Regions from separate parts of the Zea mays genome. Here region 2 is linked to region 1. Evidence: chromatin contacts called from public Hi-C data. All regions are on one chromosome and are shown on one strand. Each heading gives the region's core, a stretch centred on a gene start, on an enhancer-like site or on the middle of the called end of the contact. The rest is flanking DNA. Distances are from core to core; before and after follow the strand shown.

Evidence for each region. Hi-C and Micro-C count contacts between places; a contact is called where the count stands out from the background.
Region 2: a contact with region 1 is called in a Hi-C map of endosperm, with 1.9 times the contacts expected there. The contact joins the enhancer-like site here to the promoter of LOC100273177 in region 1. A contact is called at or near these places in 3 of 25 Hi-C or Micro-C datasets (ear, endosperm and leaf).

Annotation. Positions count from the first base shown.
Region 1 is chr10:138,433,510-138,436,710 of Zm-B73-REFERENCE-NAM-5.0, reverse strand. LOC100273177 reads right to left here and starts at 1,646. Exons shown (of 1, transcript XM_020545847.3): 1 at 1-1,646. The coding sequence starts at 1,281.
Region 2 is chr10:138,521,789-138,524,989 of Zm-B73-REFERENCE-NAM-5.0, reverse strand. No RefSeq gene overlaps it. Among protein-coding and RNA genes, the nearest start is that of LOC100383502, 14 kb to the left of the region's middle. Within about 2 kb of position 1,714, at least 17 of the 20 cell types and tissues checked have an H3K27ac peak or open chromatin away from gene starts, as enhancers often do. A contact at or near this core is called in ear, endosperm and leaf, where this site is marked.

The DNA.
Region 1 (3,201 bases), core at 397-2,896:
GTACTCCACGCCAGCTCGCTCCGCGAGCTTCTTCAGGCGCTCCCCGATGGCGGGTAGCGACGCAGTTAGAGACTGCGTGAACGGTGAGCTCGGGTCGGTGACGGCGGTGACCTTCAGGGACCTTCCCTGCACGGGTTGGTCGGCGAGGTACTGGATGAGAGCCGCGTGCTGCGGGAGGCTGACGTCGAAGTCGACGAGGTGGATGGCACGGTGGTCGCCGACCGCATCGACGATGGCGACGCTGGCGGCGTGGAGGGCGACGCGGAAGCACGGCGAGATGTCCTGGAGGAGTTGGGACCCAGCGCGCTGCTCGAAACCGCAGAGCTCGGCGAGGTGTTGAGCTGGGGCGGAGGCGGCAGGGACAATGCGGGAGGACAGCGCGGCCACCATCATGGCAATCAGCCGCTGCTCCGCGTCGCCGTGCTGGTTGGCCGCGCGCTTCAGGGCGGCCAGATGGCTGGCCGCCGCGTCATGGTTGCCGTCCGCGATAGCGACCGCGGCTTCAGACAATAGCTGCCTCGACGCGGCCCCGGGGGTCGGCGGCGAGCAGGACGCGGATGAAGACGCGGTGGAGGAGGAGGAGTTTGAAGGTGACCTCGTCATCCCCACGTTATTGTTGTTGTTGTTGGTTGGGGTCGCCGCTGCAGGGGGCCCGGGCGACGGCGCGGCTGCGATGGAGCTGAGTTGTTGTATCGTCTCCTCCCACTCGGAGTTGGTGACCGCGGAACCGGTGCCGCTCATCGCCGCCACCGGCTCGTTGTCGTCGTCGTCGTCGTCCAGCAGCTGCTTCTCGAGCTCCTGTAGAATGAACAGATCGCTCGAAACCGACGGCTGAGGCAGCGGCGCCCTCGATAACCCGAAGGCCTGCGTCTGCGGTGAGGACGTCATGAGCGGCCCCTGCCTCTGCGGCTGCGGCTGCATCAGCGGCACCGCCGCCCTGGACGCGGTGGTGAGCGACGATAACGTCGACGAAGGCGACGCTAGCCCCCCTCCAAAGCTGGACCCGGGGACAACCTGAGACGGGATCCCTCCCAGCAAGGCGGCGATATCAACCGCCGCAGCCGTGCGCTGCCTCACGGCGCGCAGGTACAGCGCCTGCTGCGCCGCCACGTGCTGCTGCTGGTGCTGCCACCTCTCCAGCTCGCCGAGGCTCCTCTTCAGCACCCCTCCACCGGCGGCCGCGTCGGCCCGCTCCTGCAGCTGCATCTGCATCGCCGTCGCCGATCCGACCCCGTAGGCGTACCCCTGGCGCGGACCGCGCCACGGCGCGCCTGGCTCCATGCAGAGCGGGGAGAGCAGAAAGAGAGGAGGAGGAGGAGGAGGAGGGAGGCGATGAGGCGAATCTACCGAGGAGGGAGGAGTGGGATGCTATGGCTACGACAACAGCAGGAACAACAGCTACGGGTCCAGCTAATCGGAGCCGGTGCCATTCAATTCAATTTGCTTCTCCGATAATAAAACCGGCCGCCACCCCTCCCGCATCTCTGCTGCGGTTACGTCTATAAAAGGGAGCCCAACACCGATTCGGCAGCACTCCCGCTGACGGCGTGGGCCAGCCACCGGGGGGCCGGGAATTGCTGGTGGGTGGCTGGGTGCGCTGGTGTTTATCGGGAGGCGTTATGGCGGGGCCCGGCTTGCTTTGGTGCTGGATTTAGGGCATGTTTGGTTTGTAGCTAAATGTGCCACACTTTGCCTAAAGTTAGTCGTTCAAATTGAATAACTAACCTTAGGCAGAAAAGTTAGGCAAAGTGTGGCAATTGAGGTAACGAACCAAACATGCCTTTAATGCGAGGGCCGGGGCAGGGTGAATCCGTGATGGGCAGGCACGGTGAAGGAATGATGGACACCGGGTGCTGAGACCGGGTGCCGTCGCGTGATCGCGTCACGCAGCCTCGCCCGCGATGACGCCGTCGCGCTCCTTCCCGTCCCGCAGGCCGCAGCGAGGAGGCGTCGGGACGACCTGGGTAGGGGCTGGGCTGGGCTGGCTGGCTCCAGGTGGCGTTTGTGACGCGGCCTCACCACCGACCCGACGCCTGCCGGCTGCCGGTGGCCGCCACCACGACCGGTTTTTTCGGAACCGCCCCTCAGTTTCGACGCATTTCGAGCCGATGCACGCAGAGCACGTACCTTGCACGGAATCGCAAGCGAAGCAGCCGCTCACGGACAGTCGGGGCCACGGAATCCGATCACGACACGGCAGGCCGAGGCCGCCTGCGATTTCGTAAAACCAGGCGTCCGATCCCGCAAAAGTCGCTTTCGGAACTTTGGTAGACCACACGATCAATCCTGGCCAGCGTTAAACGACCAAGATACCCCTGGAGGATTACGTGATCTGTCAGGGCGGGGGCGGCTGGGGATGGCAGTTTGGGCAGATCGGGAAAGGTTTACTTGTGGAGCGGTGCGTGTTATGTGTGTAGTAGTAGCAGGAGGAGGTTGCTTGCTTGGGCTGCGTTGAGAATTAGTTAGGAAACCGAAATATCCACCCAACCACCACGTACCCACCTTTCTGTGTCTACAAACCATGATTCTCTTTGCTTGGCTCCGATCGAGTATGTTCATACCGCTCCGTATCGTATTCATATGTGCGTAGTAATAAATACAGTATAGAGTACCACACACACACAAAAAAAAATAAAATAAAGCCACTCCTTGTCTCGTTGAGTCGTTGACAAATCCTGGCAGAGTGGGAAAGCCAGTGGTGTATCCTCAACGCTTGCGCAGCTGGGACACCGCACTAATCAAATTCTAAGCACCAAGGTGCCGTTTGGTTCACATATTTGTAACGTAATGGGTAACGGATAACGTTAAATCATGTTTGTTTTAGTCCAATCGTAATCAGATACCACACTAAAATTTGATATCAGCCTATTCAAATTTGTTACCGTCAATAATCGAGCCGAAACCATTACCATTACCATTTGCGTTACATTTTTTGAACCAAACAACACCCAAGTTCATACTCGCTTGTCGCTTTCTTTGTTCATACTCGCTGATGACTAATTCCAGGTTCCCGGCCCCTCGTCACCAGCTATTGTCCACAATGTGCGGACACAGGAAATCCCTGCACAAACATAAGGTGGACCCCACGCGACACGTGTGAGCCAACGATTCCGAATGTTCCGGGCCAAAGTGCTCCAAAAGCACCAAAGAAAAGTATGATGACATTTGGGGCCAGTTGGCAGGTCCAGCACTCAATAATAC
Region 2 (3,201 bases), core at 465-2,964, 88 kb before region 1:
ACATGTGCATTCCATGAGTTTTACTCATGGTAATTTCCACTAGATTTGGAATTACGGTATCCTCTAAAGCCCTGATGGCAGAAACCTATAAGGTTTAGGTGTTACTGGCAAAATATCACCATTGTGCCAGAATGACAGACTATAATGATGTATCTGATCGATGAAAAATCCCTGATGGATTACGATCTTAGATGGACTTTTGTGACACCATCATAGATGTTGCAATGGATGAACGCCTCGAGCGATGTATCATATTTAGAATATGTACTATTGCAACTATATTATCCCCTAAGTCCTATTGAAGGACATGTTATTTGCTTTGCACAACTATGTATAAATTGTGGTGTAAGATAGAAAATGATAGCACCTCAACCTCATCCATTCTCGTTATTCCAGATGAACAATGAGACATATATCTTGAAGAATATGCTTGAGTAATGAGGGATAACGACTTTGACAGATGTCATCGTCAGGGGGAGCGAATGCTTATATTGATCACAACCGTGAGACAATAAATGTCATATTCTATGCCCTGAAGGCGTGAGCTTGATGATCAATATGTGAACCTTTATGGAACTTTCTATCAAATATATAGATCTAGTCGATCGAACACCATCAGTCAAAGTGGCTTATTTATATTGATACGTGCACTTGCCTCGTATATCCTAGAAGTGAGTAGAGGTAAAGTTCCTGAAATAGTCCTTGCAAGGATATGCAATCCGTTTGCTAAATCTTTATGTGCATATACTTCTAGAAGAAGATGTTTTGCCTTATTGATACAGTTTTGCAAGGATCAGGGGAGCACATTTCTAAAGTTAGCCCTTGTAGAAGATTCGATAGAATCTAGATCCCAAAGGATCGAAATCTGTCCCGGTGACAGTTGTTGTACTCTTTTTCCCTTGGTGAGTTTTCTTGAAGTTTCTCACATGAGGTTTTTAACGAGGCAACAAAGTGCAAATGCAATTTGTATCACCATGCACTCTTTCTCCACATTTTTCCCACTGGGTTTTTCGGAGTTTTAACGAGGCATGTGTTGGTCGCGGTATTCGCCCAAGGGAGAGTGTTAAGTAACCCTAGTTAGGGTTATGTGGGCAAATAACTGCTTTGTCCCTGAGGGGTCTCACATCCCTATATAAGGAACTTGTACACCTCCTCATAATACAGAGATCAGAAAGAGGCCAGAGGCCCAACCCTATATCCAGTGTCTTGTGTGTTTCATCTGTCGTGCTTATGAGAAGGGAGACGAGCTCTCTACATCTTCTTGCGCCTCTACTGCTGACAGAAGGGAAGGGAGCGGATCTGGTGATCCGTGGTAACGTAGTTCTTAATAGCTTTGACTTTCATCCTGACTCCTACTCTCCTAGAAATGTAGACCAAAAAACACGACCTGTAGTTCTGAGGGCCTGGAAAGAAGCAGCAGTGCTTGCACATTTCAGTTACCGGGCGCCAGGTCGAAGGCATTGAACAATCAACATGGAAACATGGCTTTATGAAAAAAAAACATGTCCCGTGTGGCCGTGTGCAGTTCCAATGGCTTTATGAAAAAAAAAGAAAAGGCACTGAGGTTATGTAGGTCTCGGTGCAGTTCCAATGGGCAGAAATGGGACTTACATGCAGATCTGCTATTAGGATTAGGATATTTACAATTGATCTGAGCACTAATGGGCTTCAATTGGTGTATTCGGATTACATTTGCAGGCCGGGCTTGTCGGCTCTATTATTTTGGGCTAGTGCAGAAGCTGCAGCGGCCCACGACCATGGGCATATTCACCAACCACCATAAGCTATTAGATGATTGCTGTTGAGTCTACCACTTGAGTCGCCACGTGTAGCGGCGTTCCTTTTTTTTAAAACATCTACTACTCCCTTTCCGTGAAAGTGAAAGGAAAAGTACTCATCTTAGCCGCTTAGTGCGGCCTTTCAGCGACACGAAAAGTAGCAATTCTGGCCGTGCTCAGCAGATTTAAATATTCAAAAAGTTCCACCGGTGTACTATTATATAGGTTTGACCTCCTCATTTCTGCTTATTAGAACTAGTTTGAAAACACCGTTTTCTAATTTTTTAAGAGAAAATAAATTAATTTTCTTTAGAAAAATAAAAACCCCTTAGAAAAAAGGATCCCAAACTAGCCCTTAGCTCTTTTATTTCCCCCCTCCGTATGCTGTGTGTGTTTTTTTTCGGTCGATGCTAATTTTGTGTTTGGCTTCAGGTACAGGCTACAGCAGATCTGAGACTATGCGCAACACATCCCCCTCCCCTTGCATGGGGGCTGTAGGGGGCACTCCACGGCCGCAGCGGTGCCCCTACAGCGCCCCCTACGTGCCGGCCCCCTTCTCTCTCGCCCCAGATCTAGTGTGTCACTGTTCATCACCCTAAACACTGTACCGTGGGTCCACGAGTAATTGTTAGTAGATAAAAAATTGATAGTTGATATAGAAAATTATATTTTATAGTTGTAGTGGGGGTATAAGGGGAGTATTTAGGGGGAACCGCTGCGGGAGATGAAAAAATAGGGAGAAAAATAGGGGGAAAAGTGATATAGGGGGAAAAATTTAGGGGTAACGGTTACAGATAGCCTGATCACCAAGACGCAGGGCCCTACACTGTTGGGGACTTGTTCTCAGATGCTATGAATCAAGAACAAGACAACATAAAATATTAAATGTCAAAGCCCTTCGTCCTTCGGGTCATTATTTCCCTTCGGATATAATGAATCTAGGACAAAGGTTATGAAAGCCATGCCTTCACGACCATGATGAGAAGTAAAGAACATTCATACAAAATACAGAAAGTAATATGATCTTTTATAAACATTATTATTGATATATTTCCATTTAACTTATTATTACAGACAATGTTAAATTACAAATGTACCTTCGGCTTGAAGGAGTGAAAATACAAATGTGACGCCAAAAGTGAATGCCAAGTCAGCGTGAACAGTACGGGAGCACTGTTCATCTATTTATAGGTATGGGACGTAGCCCATGTAAGATTACATTAATGCCCTTTACATTTATCAATAACTCTATAGTAATTCTTCGAGGTTTAATCTGGCTTTTCATCTTTAAGTCGGTTTCCCTTTCCGCCGTTATGCCGAAGCTCTTCTGCGCATAGCTTCGTAATGATCTTTTTCTTCGTCACAATCACCTTCCTTCCCACTCAAGCTTCGTCTTGGCCATAATCTTATATACTTGTAATCC